2 separate regions of the Macaca mulatta genome follow, and region 1 is linked to region 2. Evidence: chromatin contacts called from public Hi-C data. All regions are on one chromosome and are shown on one strand. Each heading gives the region's core, a stretch centred on a gene start, on an enhancer-like site or on the middle of the called end of the contact. The rest is flanking DNA. Distances are from core to core; before and after follow the strand shown.

Region 1 (7,597 bases), core at 3,109-5,608, 53 kb after region 2:
GACACAGCTAATGGCAAGAAAGTGATGGTGAGCCGGGCGCAGTGGCTCACACCTGTAATCCCAGAACTCTGGGAGGCTGAGGTGGGAAAATCACTTGAGCTTAGGAGTTCGAGACCAGCCTGGCCAACACAGTGAGACTCCATCGCTACAAAAAAATACAAAATTAGCTGGCCATGGTGGTGGTGCTTGTGGTCCCAGAAAGTCAAAAGGTTGAGGAACGAGGATCGCTGGAGGCCAGGAGGTCAAGGCTGCAGTGTGCCACAATCACGCACTGCACTCCAGCCTGGGCGACAGAGCGAGACCCTGTGTCCAAAAAAAAAAAAAAAAAAAAAAAGCTGATGGCGGCAGAAGCTGGCTCATGCGATCTTTCATGATTGAGTGCGGGCTGGGAGTGTCTCAAGTGTTGGGGTCTCCAGAAACAGCGGAAATGCTACAGGGACAGAGGCCGCCACCCGGCGGGGCCCACCTTGTTCCAGATGAAGGTGCCCAGCAGGTTGTTGTCTCCGAAGGGGTTGTCGGTGTTGGTGTAGCCCATGTACTCCTCACCCCAGCCCATCTTCTCCCGCTTCTTGCGCTCCTTGGCCTCCTTCTTGGCCAGCCGCCGTGCGCGCTTCTCCTCGGGCGTCTCGAAGGCCTTCATCAGCTCCTCCTGCTGCTTCCGCTCCTCCCGCAGGCGCAGCCGCTCCTGCAGGTTCTGCTGCTGGCTCAGGGCGGCCGCGGCCGCCCGGGGGCTCTGGGATCGCCGTGGAGATGCAGAGCTGGATGCTGAGGAGCTAGGGGACCAGGAGCGCGCACGCCGTCGCCGGTGAGCCCACTGGCCCCGTGACTGCTCCTCTCCCGAGTCTGACTGAGAGGACCCATCCCTCGAGCACCACCGGGACCGCGGGGGGCTCCGGCTTCGCATCCCTGAGTGCTGCCACCGCTCTTCCTCCGAATCTGACCTGCAGAGAGGACCCATGGACGCCTGCTCAGTGCCTGCTGCTGTCATCTGCTCCACAGATGCTTACTGGGTGCCCATAGGGGGAGGGGGCAGGCACTGTTCTAGGCTCTGGGGATGTAGCAGTGACTCAAATACTGATGGCTTCTGTCTTCCTGGGCTTACCCTCTGGTGGGTCCCAACAAGGAAGAGAGCAATAAATAAACACACCATGCAACAGCAGGCAGAGGCAGAAGCCACAGAGAGTAGATGCCGAGCACAGGGGCTGGGGCTGCAGGGCCCAGGGCAGAGAGGGGCTCTCTCAGGAGCTGACACTGAGCCAAGGTCTGGAGGGAGTAGGGAGGCAGCGATGGGTGGATTTGGAGGGAGAGTGTTCGAGGCAGAACAAGAGTAAGGGCCTAGAGGCACTGACTTGGCACCTTGTAAGAACAACAAGGAGGCTGTGTGGCTGAGACAGAGTGTGGCGGAGAGGGAGGAGGCGACGGCAGGGAGGTGGCTGGGGCTGGTGGTGCAGGAGTTATAAGGGTATGAACCAGGCGACCCGAACGCATCTAGGTTGTCAAGGGAGGGCTTCCTAGATGGAAGTGGCATTTGAACTGGTCCCACAGGATGGACAGGAGTTAACACAATAGAGCGCAGGGAATGGAAGATGCACAACCCCAGGGGTGGTTCAAGGGCCTTTAATTTTATTTATTAGAGACAGGGTCTATTAGACACAAAGTCTACTGGAGACAAGGTCTATATTTTTATTCATTAGAGAGAGGGTCTGCCTCTGTCACCCAGGCTGGAGTGCAGTGGCACGATCAGAGCTCACTGCAGCCTTGACCTCCTGGGCTCAAGCCATCCTCTCGCCTCAGCCTCCTGAGTAGCTGGGACTACAGGCGCACACCACCACACCCAGCTAACTTTTTACATTTTTTGAACAGAGGGGTTCTTGCTATGTTGCCCAGGCTGGTCTTGAACTCCTGGGCTCAGGCAAGCCTTCTGTCTTAGCCTCCCGAAGTGCTGGGATTACAGATGTGAGCCACTGCACCCAGTCACGTTTAGGCATCTTTGTACACACAGAACTGCCAAATATTTTGTTAAATGTTCTACCCATTAAGCTCATACCAAAAAATCTAAACTATGTTGAAACCAATCATTGCGGAGCCCTTAAATATTGGCCACAAATTCGATTGAATTTTCCTGAACATTAATTCTAACATTAATTCTATCTAGTGTGGCAAATTATTGCAAATAATTCCACTACCAGAAAATGGCAGACAAAAACACACAAAGATGACATTAACAAGACTTATGCGGCCAGGTGCAGTGGCTCACACCTGTAATCCCAACACTTTGGGGGGCCAAGGTGGGCGGATCATGAGGTCAGGAGGTCGAGACCATCCTGGCTAACACGGTGAAACCCCTTCTCTACTAAAAAATACAAAAAAAATAGCCAGGCAAGGTGGCGGGCGCCTGTAGTCCCAGCTACTCGGGAGGCTGAGGCAGGAGAATGGCGTGAACCCGGGGGGCGGAGCTTGCAGTGAGCTGAGATCCGGCCACTGCACTCCAGCCTGGGGGACAGAGCGAGACTCCATCTCAAAAATAAAAAAAATGGCCGCACGCGGTGACTTAAGCCTGTAATCCCAGCACTTTGGGAGGCCGAGACAGGTGGATCACGAGCTCAGGAGATCGAGACCATCCTGGCTAACACGGTGAAACCCCGTCTCTACTAAAAAAATACAGGCCGGGCGCAGTGGCTCAAGCCTGTAATCCCAGCACTTTGGGAGGCCGAGACGGGATGATCACAAGGTCAAGAGATCGAGACCATCCTGGCTAACACGGTGAAACCCCGTCTCTACTAGAAAATACAAAAAACTAGCCGGGCGAGGTAGCGGGCGCCTGTAGTCCCAGCTACTAGGGAGGCTGAGGCAGGAGAATGGCGTGAACCCAGGAGGCGGAGCTTGCAGTGAGCCGAGATCCGGCCACTGCACTCCAGCCTGGGTGACAGAGCGAGACTCTGTCTCAAAAAAAATTAAAAAAAATAAAAAATAAAAATAAAAACAAGACTTATGGCCAGGCATGGTGGCTCACGCCTGTAATCCCAGCACTTTGGGAGATCTCTTGAGGGCCAGGATTACTTGAGGTCAGGAGTTCAAGACCTGCCTGGCCAACATGGAGAAACCCCAGCTCTACTAAAAAATACAAAAATTAGCTGGGTTGGCAACATGCACCTGTAATCTCAGCTACCCGGGAGGCTGAGGCTGAAGAATCGCTTGAACCCGGGAGGCACAGGTAACAGTGAGCTGAGATGGCGCCACTCCACCCAAGCCTGGGCGACAGAGGAAGACTCTGTCTCAAAAACAAACAAACAAACAAACAACCACAGCAGATGAGTGAACATGGCCCAGAGTGAGGCAAAACTGGCCTGAGTGTCACAGCCACGAAGGGGCTGAGCCAGCACTGGAGCCCCGGTCTGGGAATCAGTCCCTGTCACCATTCTGGTTTCTCTGTACAGGACCCAGCTCAAGGCAAATCCGACTAAGTGTCCCATCTCCAGAAGCAAAGGACCGTGGGCAGTGGGGAAGCTGAGATTAAGGTACTAGGAGTCAGCTGTGAATCCTGCCAGCTGACACCGAGTCTTCTTCCCTCCCACAGTCCACCTCCATTAGCAAATGCTGTCACCTCTACTTCCAGAATCCCTCTGAAATCTATGCACTTTCCCCGCTGTGGTTGCCTACAGCCTCTCTCTCATCGAGGCTGCCATCATCTACTCTCTGGACAACCGTGCCGTCCTCCTCTGGTGCCGCTCCTGCCCACCCCGCTCCATCCCTTCTCCACCTCAAAGCCAGAAAGTTTGCACAGTCAGTCAGTCCACGTCACTCCCCTGCCCAAATTCCTCTCAAGGCTCCCCATTTCCCTCCGACTAATAACCAAGATCCAATGTGCTGAGCACAAAGGGCTCGATATGATCTGGTCTCTGGTTACCTCCCCGCCGCTTCGCTCACCCGGCTCCGGGCTGTCCCTCCAACCACCCGGTCCCCTGCCTGGAACGCCTCTCGCCTTCCTTCCGCTGCCAAGTTAACTGCGACTCGTGGTCAGTTGTCCCCTTCTCCAGGAAGCCCTCCCCGAGTAAGTCGGGGATCTCCCAGTTCCCCGGGATCTCCAACCCTCGGTCGGGCGCTCCTGAGGTAGGAGCCGGATCCCCAGCGCTGCTCCCGCAGCGACCCCACCTACGCTCCCGGCTCCGCCGCCTCCGTCTGCGCCGTCCCTCGTCCTCCCGGCGCCGCCGGTTTCGCCGCCCATGGCTCCTGCTCCGACTTCGGCTCCGGCTCCCGCTCTGGCTCCGCTGCCTTCGGCCGCGGCGACCCGCTGACCGCGAGCGCGAGCGTGTGTCCCGACCCATCGGCTGGGCCAGTGGCCGCGACGCTGACACCAATAGCCGAAGCCGGCGCTGGGGGCCTTTCTCGCTCACGGCGCTCTCCAGACTGCCCCGTCCGGGCCTGAGCCAGGAGAGAACAACCCATCACGCCGCCACAGCCTGCAAGGACTCCGACGCCCCAGACTCTCTACTACATCTGAAAATGTGGACCGCGTGATCGACTCCACTGACATTGTAGGCTCCAGGGCGAGGGGTTCTCCTTTCAGGCAGTGTCGGAGGCAGCCCCAGGCGGGTCCCCGCGCCTCAGGGGGCCTGAGAAACTGTGGGCCGGGCAAGGGCAAACTAGGCACCTTATGGGGGGAGGGGCCTGCGGAGGCGGGACCAATAAGAAGCGGGTCTAGACCCGAAGTGGCACTTCATTGGCGTGACCAGGGGCGTGGCCAAGGAGAGGCGTGTCTGGGGAGCGAGGTCCCCGAAAGGCAAAGAACCAGGAAGGGCTTAGGTACCAGGCAGCTCCAGAGGGCAGAGGGTGGGCGCGGGGACAGAAACTGAAAAGCCTTCCTATGAGAGTCATCGTTATGCTCCACCACCTGCCAATGAACCACCTGCCAATGAACACCTGTGTATTTTGGGAGTTAAGCTTTAAAAAAAAAACTTTGATAACTCCTTGTATTGCCCCATCAACTCATTTTAGAGATGGGGAAACTGAGGCTTGGGGGGAAGCTGAGGCTCAGGGAGGGAAAGTCACATTTAACACCTACCTTCTCAACCCAGGCTGCCCAGCTTTGTGGTGTGGGTGCTGGGGACCCGTGGGAGGGTTGTGAGCAGGGTTTGGGGGACTTGCTGTTGAAACAAGTTTGGCATGGGAGGACGGACTTCAAGGGCAAGGCTGGAGGCACCTAGAAGACACTGATGTGCCGTCTTGGGCTCCCCCAGCCCGTGGTCGCTGCTACCACCACGCCCTGCAGTTCTAACCACTCAGAGCTAGGAAGGCCTGTTTCTGGAGGATGATGGTAATTGAAGCAAACTTTTAAAATGTTTATCTTGGTCGGGTGCAGTGGCTCACGCCTGTAATCCCAGCACTTTGGGAGGCCCAGGCAGGCGGATCACCTGAGGTCAGGAATTCAAGACCAGCCTGGCCAATATGGTGAAACCCTATCTCTACTAAATAATACAAAAATTAGCCAGGTGTGGTGGCAGGCACCTGTAATCCCAGCTACTTGGGAGGCTGAGGCAGAGAGAATCGCTTGAACCCGGGAGGCAGCGGTTGCAGTGAGCCGACATTGTGCCACCGCACTACGGCCTCGGTGACAAAGCAAGACTCTATCTCAAAAAAAAAAAAAGAAAAAAAAATTAAAATGTTTATCTTGAGTCGGGCACAGTGGCTCATGCCTGTAATCCCAACACTTTGGGAGGCTGAGGCAGGTGGATCTTGAGGTCAGGAGTTCGAGACCAGCCTGGCCAACATGGTGAAACCCCGGCTCTACTAAAAATACAAAAATTAGCTGGGCATGGTGGCACGATTGTACCACTGTAATCCCAGCTGTAATCCCAGCTACTCGGGAGGCTGAAGCAGAGAATCGCTTGAACTCAGGAAGCGGAGGTTGCTGTGAGTTGAGATCGCACCACTGCACTCCAACCTGGGCGACAGAGCAAGTCTCCGTTTCAAAATAAATAAATAAAATGCTTATCTTGGAATACAACTTCCTAACATCCCCACAAACGCTGGCTTTGTATGCTTTGCTTGCTGTTAAGGCAAGGATGGAATCTTACAGAGGAAGCAGACGACCATCTCCTGACACTCTAGATGATGACCTTGCCGGTCCTGAGATGTGGGTTGTCATGGTGTTGGGATGGTCCAAAACAACGCGAAGGCCCGACCCTGTGCTTCCCAAAATTCAGATGCATCCTTGCAGCACATTAGAGATTGGCTGCATGGGCTGGGCACAGTGGCTCAGTCCTGTAATCCCAGCACTTTGGGAGGCCAAGGTGGGTGGATCACCTGAGGTCAGGAGTTCGAGACCAGCCTTGTCAACATGGTGAAACCCCCATCTCTACTAAAAATACAAAATTTAGCCGGGTGTAGTGCCGGGCACCTGTAGTCCCAGGTACTCGGGAGGCCGAGGCAGAACTGCTTGAACCTGGGAGGCAGAGGTTGCAGTGAGCCGAGACCGTATCATTGCATTCCAGCTTGGGTGATAGAGCGTGACTCCATTTCAAACAAACAAACTAACTTAAAACGAGATCACCTCCATGTTCAGTTTATAAAACAGCTGTGCTGAAAACGGCATTGTTCCAAGGGCTCCCTTACTAAAGGCAGGATCTTACTTTTCTTTCTTTTTTTTTTTTTTGAGACAAGAGTCTTGCTCTGTTGCCCAGGCTGGAGTGCAGGGGCGCGATCTCAGCTCACTGCAAACTCTGCCTCCTAGGTTCAAGCAATTCTCTGGCCTCAGCCTCCCGAGTAGCTGGGATTACAGGTCTGTGCCACCACGCCTGGCCAGGATCTTACTTTTTTTTTTTGAGACGGAGTCTTGCTCTGTCCCCCAGGCTAGAGTGCAGTGGCCGGATCTCAAGTCACTGCAAGCTCCACTTCCCGGGTTTATGCCATTCTCCTGCCTCAGCCTCCCAAGTAGCTGGGACTACAGGTGCCCGCCACCTCGCCCAGCTATTTTTTTTTTTTTTTTTTTTTTTTTTTTTGAGACGGAGTCTCGCTCTGTCACCCAGGCTGGAGTGCAGTGGCCGGATCTCAGCTCACTGCAAGCTCCGCCTCCCGGGTTCACGCCATTCTCCTGCCTCACCCTCCCGAGTAGCTGGGACTACAGGCGCCCGCCACCTCGCCCGGCTAAGTTTTTTTTGTATTTTTAATAGAGACGGGGTTTCACTGTGTTAGCCAGGATGGTCTCGATCTCCTGACCTTGTGATCCGCCCGTCTCGGCCTCCCAAAGTGCTGGGATTACAGGCTTGAGCCACCGCGCCCGGCCTTTTTTTTTTTTTTTGTATTTTTTAGTAGAGACGGGGTTTCACCGTGTTAGCCAGGATGGTCTCGAACTCCTGACCTCGTGATCCACCCGTCTCGGCCTCCCAAAGTGCTGGGATTACAGGCTTGAGCCACTGCGCCCGGCCTATCTTACTTTCAATGTAGTTTCTCAATCTGGGAGACCTAAGAGAAATCTTTTCCCTTCAAGGGGTCCAAACCTCACTGAATTTGAACCGCCCTAGCAGAACAAATACAAACTTTGGAGGGCTGCACAGATGTTGGAAGCACAGATGTTTTCTGAGCTGAACTGGGACCTAAA
Region 2 (7,290 bases), core at 1,142-3,641:
CGGGCGCGGTGGCGGGCGCCTGTAGTCCCAGCTACTCAGGAGGCTGAGGCAGGAGAATGGCGGGAACCCGGGAGGCGGAGCTTGCAGTGAGCCGAGATCGCGCCACTGCACTCCAGCCTGGGCGACAGCGTGAGACTCCGTCTCAAAAAAAATAAATAAATAAATAAAAAAATAAAAAATAAAAAAAATAAATAAAAAAAAAGAAAACCGCATCCCTCTCAGCAGTCATTCCCTACCCACTGGCACCCATGTGTCCCCCTCCTCTCTCTGTGGATGGGCCTGTCCTGAACATTTTGATCACACACTGTGTGGTCTTTTGTGTCTGGCTTCTCTCACTGCGCGTGATGTCTTCAAGGTACATCCATGCTGTGACCCGTGTCAGAGACTCGCTACTTTTTTTTTATGGCTGCTAATATTCTTTTCCTTTTTTTTTTTTTTTTGAGACGGAATCTTGCTCTGTTGCCCAGGCTGGAGTGCAGTGGCACGATCTCGGCTCACTGCAAGCTCTGCCCCCTGGGTTCATGCCATTCTCCTGCCTCAGCCTCCCGAGGAGCTGGGACTACAGGCACCCACCACCACGCCTGGCTAATTTTTTGTATTTTTAGTAGAGACGGGGTTTCACCATGTTAGCCAGGATGGTCTCGATCTCCTGACCTCGTGATCCACCCGCCTCGGCCTCCCAAAGTGCTGGGACTGCAGGCGTGAGCCACCGTGCCCGGCTTGTATTTTTAATAGAGCTGGGTTTTCACCATGTTGGCCAGGTTGGTCTCGAACTCCTGACCTCAAGTGATCCGCCTGCCTCCCAAAGTGCTGGGATTACTGGTGTGAGCCACCGCACCCAACCTATGGCCGATAATATTCTGTTGTAAGGATATATCACGTCATTGATCCATGCATTGTTAGCGGACATTTGAGTTGCTTTCACTTTTTGGCTATTATGAATCACGCTGTTATGGGCACTTGTGTACACGCTTTTGTTTGAACACCTGTTTTCAGTTGTCTGGAGTATATTCCTAGGAGTGAACTGCTGAATTGCATGGTGATTCCACATTTATTTAACCCTTTGAGGAAATGCCAGTCTGTTTTCCAAAGCAGCTGACTGCATCTGCCTCCTAGACATTTGAACAATTCAATGAATGTGTATTGAACACCCACCACGGTCACTGCTGTGAACCAAACAGGCAGGCCACAGAGAGGAAACCGACTTACGGAGAAAAAAAAAAAAAAAATCAGAGGCGAGGTCCTGGCTGAGCAGGTGACATTTGAGCGGACTTGAGGAAGAGGAAGGGGGCTGGGCGCGGTGGCTCACACCTGTAATCCCAGCACTTTGGGAGGCCGAGGCAGGTGGATCACGAGGTCAGGAGTTTAAGACCAGCCTGGCCAAGATGGTGAAACCCTGTCTCTACTAAAAATACAAAAATTAGCCAGGCGTAGTGGCAGGCGTGTGTAATCCCAGCTACTCGGGAGGTTGAGGCAGAGAATTGCTTGAACCCGGGAGGCAGAGGTTGCAGTGTGCCGAGATCGAGCCACTGCACTCCAGCCTGGGCGACGGAGCAAGACTCCGTCTCAAAAAAAAAAAAAAAAAAAGAGGAAGTGAGCAGCCCCCAACTTGGGTCTGATCCCCCAGAGCGGAGCATCCTGACCCAACTTCACCAGGTCCTTGCAACCTCCCTTTACCACCATCTTTCCCCAAATACTTCCAGCCCAGCTCCCAACCCCACCCCCTGACTGACCCACACCCCGTTCTCAGCTTCGCAGCATCCCAGCCTCTATGCCCTGGACATCGTGCGATGTCCCCATTGCACAGGAGGGAAAGCCCAGATCCCACTGGGAAAGCCGCCCCTGTGGCCAGAAGCCCTCGGATCCGGATGTCGGGGGTTCTGAATAAATAAATAGGAAACGTCTCCGATGGGTTTTGCAGGATGTTAAGAACAGGTCCCACCTTGTCCTAGGGCTGGGGGCTGCCTCACAGGAACTTAACCCTAGCACCTCCGTCCCCATGGCAACCGGGGCGTGGCCCGACCCGGATCCGCGGGTCGCGCCATCCGGCAGCTGCTGGGAGTATCGCCCTCAGAGCGGGAGGAGGAGTCGGCGCCTCACCTACTGGCCCTTTAAGAGGCTCCGCCCGGCAAGTCCGCCACGCGCTCCCGATTGGTCCCGAGCGCGGCCGAGCGCAGCCGAACTTGACGCACCGCCCGCCGCCTTCCTTACTAACCTCCCACGCGGCTCAGCAGCCTCCCCAGCCAATCGCCGGCCGGCGCGCCGATCGGTATCTGCATGGGCACGCCCCGGGGGAAGGCCTCACCCAATGGGACCGTTCGCCGAGGCCTCATTAGCATGCCGGGGGCGGGGAGGGGCGGGGCAGTCGGCGGGGGTGGGCTGCGGGCGGTTGGTTGGAGCGTCGCGCAGTCGGGAGGTCCGGGAAAGTTTCTTTGGAGGTGAAAACAGCCGCGGAACTCCGGGCCTTGCGAGGGGGCGGGGGTGCGGGGGTCCCAGGGCCGGGTCGGGGTCTTTCCTGGGCCGGGGGGAACCGGCCCAGGCCTCCCGGGGGGCAATCGCCCAACAAAGGATTCTTGGGGCGCCCGCCCTCGAGGACTTCCCCGCCCCCGGATCCGGCCCCCCCAGCGCTCCGGGCCCGGCATCCCGGGGCTCTCCATCACGGGATACCCCAGTTCGCGGTCCGCCATCAATCAGCCCAGGCGCTACTCAACTCCGCCCGCGTCCGTGTTCCAGGTCCGGCCCGGAGCAGCCATGTCCCACGGCCCCAAGCAGCCCGGCACGGCCGCCGCGTGAGTGCTCCGATTCCCTCCCCACGCCCTCGCTACCTTCCCGGCTGCAGCCCTAGCTCCTGAACCCCCGCTCCAGTCACCCCGGCCGGGGTCTCGACCGCCCCCAACCTGGGTCAGGGGGCTTCTCCCTCCATCCAATCCTGCATACCCCACCTCGGCCTCCAGCCCCTCCCAGGAGCCCCGCTTGTCCCACCTTCCGCGGATACTGACCCCATCAGACCCTGCTTCCTCGGGCTCATGCACTCTCGCAGCAGCCCCATCGTCGGGCGTCTAAAAGCCTTGGGGTAGGCGTTTGGGGGAGGGGAGGCTCTAGGGACGGGGCTGACCTCTGTATCCTTGGCTCCAGGCCGGCGGGCGGCAAGGCTCCGGGCCAGCATGGGGGCTTCGTGGTGGCTGTCAAGCAAGAGCGCGGCGAGGGTCCACGCGCCGGCGAGAAGGGGTCCCACGAGGAGGAGGTGAGAGTCCCTGCGCTGAGCTGGGGGAGGCCCCGGGCTGCGGCCCCAGCCTTGAAGTCCCGCCCCAGGCTGGATTTGAATTGCTTGTGGCTCCGCCCACAGCCCAGATTTTCCTCCGGAAGCTGAGACCCCGCCCCGTGCGAGCTGCCACGCCCCTGACAGGTCCTCTGCCTCCCTAAGTCCAGGCCCCGCCCACCACACAATGCCAGCTCTGCCCACTCTAAGGTCCCGCCCACTTCCACTCCTTGGGGGCGGCACCCTCCCCATGGTCCTGTGGGCCCTTTCTCCAAGAAGCCACGCCCACCAAGCAGAGGCCACGCCTACAATCTAAGTAAACACCACCCCTGTGCTCAAACCTCGGCCCATAGTCTCTGGGATCCCCTCATCCCTGGCCAGGGACCCCTCTAAACCACCGTGTCCTGACTCCTGACTGGGCCCTACCTCCATCTCTTCCGGGTTCTTCCTCCCAACTAGGCCCCGCCCCGTCCCCGCCCATACAGCATTAGGCCCCGCCCATGCCCCTCTGAGCCCCGCCCCAGTACGCCAGGCCCCCCTCCCAACGACGCAGCCCGGTTCTGCAGCCGGTGAAGAAACGCGGCTGGCCCAAGGGCAAGAAGCGGAAGAAGATTCTGCCGAATGGGCCCAAGGCACCGGTCACAGGCTACGTGCGCTTCCTGAACGAGCGGCGCGAGCAGATCCGCACGCGCCACCCGGATCTGCCCTTTCCCGAGATCACCAAGATGTTGGGCGCCGAGTGGAGCAAGCTGCAGCCAACGGAGAAGCAGGTGAGCGGGGCGCTGAGCAGGGCCGGCGGACCCCCGTACTACCAGTAGCCCCGACCCCCAAAGGATTCCACGTGCAGGGCTTTTCCTTATGCCTGGTGAAATGCCCACCCATGACCAGTTTTTGTGTGTGTGTGTGTGTGTGTGTGTGTGTGAGATGGAGTCTTGCTCTGTTGCCCAGGCTGGAGTGCAGTGTCGCGATCTCGGCTCACTGCAACCTCCACCTCCCGGGTTCAAGCAGTTCTCCTGTCTCAGCCTCCCAAGTAGCTGGGATTACAGGCGCCAGCCACCACGCCCTGCTAACTTTTGTATTTTTAGTAGAAATGGAGTTTCGCCATGTTGGCCAGGCTGGTCTTGAACTCTTGACCTCAAATGATCTGCCCACCTCAGTCTCCCAAAGTACTGATATTACAGGCATTAGCCACCATGGCCAGCCCATGACCAGCTTTTGGGGGCGCGGCTAGCAAGAGGCAAGACAGATCGAAAACTGGGTGACCAACAAAGATATGTCTAAGAAGTCAGGATAAGGCCTGGATTTTTTGTGAAATCTGATTTTCATATACTGTTAGTTTAAAAATTGCAAAAACATCACGGAAATGTAACAAAAGCCACCGCCGCTTTGCACCCCTGTAAGTGAAATTTCAAAGAGAAAAACGGGTGCAGGAGGGAGTCTAGATATCCACATACCCTGGAGGTTGGGTGCCTGCCCATGACTCTGGCGCCCAGGAGTGTCTTGTCAGGGCGGGAGTTGGGGATGAGCCTGGGGCATGGGAAGTGATGTGGGAGCTCAGAGGTCCTTGAGCAACAGGCTGAGGAGCCGGTTCTGTCTGTCTGGAGGGAATAGGGAACTATGGAAGGTTCAGGAGAGGGGAGGGTGCTGTGAAAGCTGAGTGATGAAGACTGGGTCCTGGCGTTAGAGGCTTCCCCTGCCTCAGGTCTTTTGGTGCTGTCCCCCAGCGGTACCTGGATGAGGCCGAGAGAGAGAAGCAGCAGTACATGAAGGAGCTGCGGGCCTACCAGCAGTCGGAAGCCTATAAGATGTGCACGGAGAAGATCCAGGAGAAGAAGATCAAGAAAGGTGGGAGGGGTCAGGCGCGGTGGCTCACGCCTGTAATCCCAGCACTTTGGGAGGCCGAGGTGGGTGGATCATCTGAGGTCAGGAGTTCAAGACCAGCCTGGCCAACATGGTGAAACCCCCCCCCCCACTACTAAAAATACAAAAATTAGCTGGGTGTGGTGGCGGGTGCCTGTAATCCCAGCTACTCGGGAGGCTAAGGCAGAGAATTGCTTGAACCCGGGAGGCAGAGGTTGCAGTGAGCCAAGATGACTGCACTCTAGCCTGGGCGACAGGGCAAGACTCCGTCTCAAAAAAAAAAAAAGTGAGAAGGGCCGGTGCGAGCAATTGGGGTTCTGCTCTGTGGGGTGCGACCTCTGCCCAGGCAGGGCCTCGGCTCCATGGGGCACAGTCCCGTGGGATGGGCGGGGAAAAGATACATAACCAGAGTGAAGGGGGCTCACTCGCTACAGCGATGGGGGATTCCCAGACGCGGGGGACTCAGGTGGGGAGCTGGAGCCGGCTGAGCAGCACTAACCTAGGGTGCAGGGCATGGTCCCTGGAGGCCTGGGAGGCTGACTCTGCCCTTCCCCTCTCCCGCCAGAAGACTCAGGCTCTGGGCTCATGAACACCCTCCTGAATGGACACAAGGTAAGCGACCTTCCTCTTCTCAAAGCACCTGCGGGAGAAAGGTCTGGAGGCTTCCAGAACCCTGAGCCAGAGCTCCGGGGAGAAAGCGATCGCCACACGCCCAGATGTGTGCAAGCAGGGGCGGTACCACTGCACCGTGGGGACGCTATTGGTGGCACTCCCACCCGGGGTGCCCCAGGAGACCCTCCCAGGCTTGGGACACACCCAGAAAGCGTGGCTGTCCCCTACCACCAGCAAAATTGCCACTTTGTCCCTTCCTGTTAGGGTGGGGACTGCGATGGCTTCTCCACCTTCGATGTTCCCATCTTCACTGAAGAGTTCTTGGACCAAAACAAAGGTGAGCGTTAACTGCGGTCCTGATGCGAACTCCGTGGAAGTGGGTAGTGGAGCGGAGCGTGGGCCAAGAGGGCCCCAAGGCTGGAGGAGACGGTTCGGGAGGTTTCCTATGAGCGCCCAGGTGCGCGCCGTCGCCCTAGCAGCTGATGTGGAGCAGGAGGCAGACGGCGCAGTGAGGGAAGCCCAGTGAGGGAAGCCCGGGCAAGGGGCACGTCCCTGGCAAAAGCCCGGCGGTGGGGGAGAGGGGAGGCGCAGGCTCTGACCCCGTTCCCCCTATGCCCGGCGCAGCGCGAGAGGCGGAGCTTCGGCGTTTGCGGAAGATGAACGTGGCCTTCGAGGAGCAGAACGCGGTGCTGCAGAGGCACACGCAGAGCATGAGCAGCGCGCGCGAGCGTCTGGAGCAGGAGCTGGCGCTGGAGGAGCGGAGGACGCTGGCGCTGCAGCAGCAGCTCCAGGCCGTGCGCCAGGCGCTCACCGCCAGCTTCGCCTCACTGCCGGTGCCGGGTGCGGGCCCCGCCCCCATCTCCCAGTCCCGCCCGGGTCACCGAGCCCCGCCTCCTCCCCCCTTCCGCAGTCACCTGGCCCCGCCTATTGCCCCGCCCTCATCGCACACACACAACCCCCCCCAGCTCCGCCCCCTTCCCCACCCCCGCACCCCTACTCCATTACTCCGTCTGGTTCTTCCCAGACCACCCCCGAGCTCCGCTCCGCGCCCCATTACTCAACCCTGTCCCCGGCCTCGCCCACACCGACCGCGTCTCCCTGCCACGACCTCTCCCGACCTGTCCCCGCTGAATCGCCGACTCCCGCGAGCACCTGATCCCCTCCTCCCGCAGCCCCTTTGTGTCCCTACCTCGGAGGTTCCGGGCACCGCTCCCTACCGGCCCCACCCTCGCTAGCCCCTCTCCCTCGCCAGCCCCCGACCAGCCTGAGCACTGACCCGGCCTCCCCGCTCGCCTCGCCACGCCACGTCCCCACCTCCCCACGCCCCCATCACCCATCCCTCCCCACGCTCTGCTGACCACTGAGCACCCCCTCGCCCCCCAGTCCCGTCCCACGCGACCCCAGCCCCCCAGTGTCATCCCCACTTCCCCGACCCCGTTCCCTCCATCCGTGACTGTCCTCAGCGACCCTGGACGCCCGCCTCCCCACCCTGCCCCTGTCCCCGCCATCCTCCAGGCCCGGCTGACCTTAGCCCACCCTGCGCCCCTCCTGCGCTGGCC

The links. A called contact is a pair of places that touch in the nucleus more often than the background predicts.
Region 1: a Hi-C map of cortical neurons shows a contact between it and region 2, with 2.1 times the contacts expected there. The contact joins the promoter of CACTIN here to the promoter of HMG20B in region 2. A contact is called at or near these places in 3 of 14 Hi-C or Micro-C datasets (blood, cortical neurons and liver).

What each region holds. Positions count from the first base shown.
Region 1 is chr19:4,433,489-4,441,085 of T2T-MMU8v2.0, forward strand. CACTIN (cactin, spliceosome C complex subunit) reads right to left here and starts at 4,359. Exons shown (of 11, transcript XM_077978993.1): 1 at 4,153-4,359; 2 at 467-941. The coding sequence starts at 4,325. LOC144336983 (a long non-coding RNA gene) reads left to right here. Exons shown (of 2, transcript XR_013409535.1): 2 at 1-347.
Region 2 is chr19:4,382,160-4,389,449 of T2T-MMU8v2.0, forward strand. It overlaps HMG20B (high mobility group 20B), which reads left to right and starts at 2,392. Exons shown (of 10, transcript XM_077979161.1): 1 at 2,392-2,481; 2 at 2,734-2,789; 3 at 3,136-3,244; 4 at 3,826-4,029; 5 at 4,984-5,104; 6 at 5,688-5,731; 7 at 5,996-6,068; 8 at 6,356-6,571. The coding sequence starts at 2,752.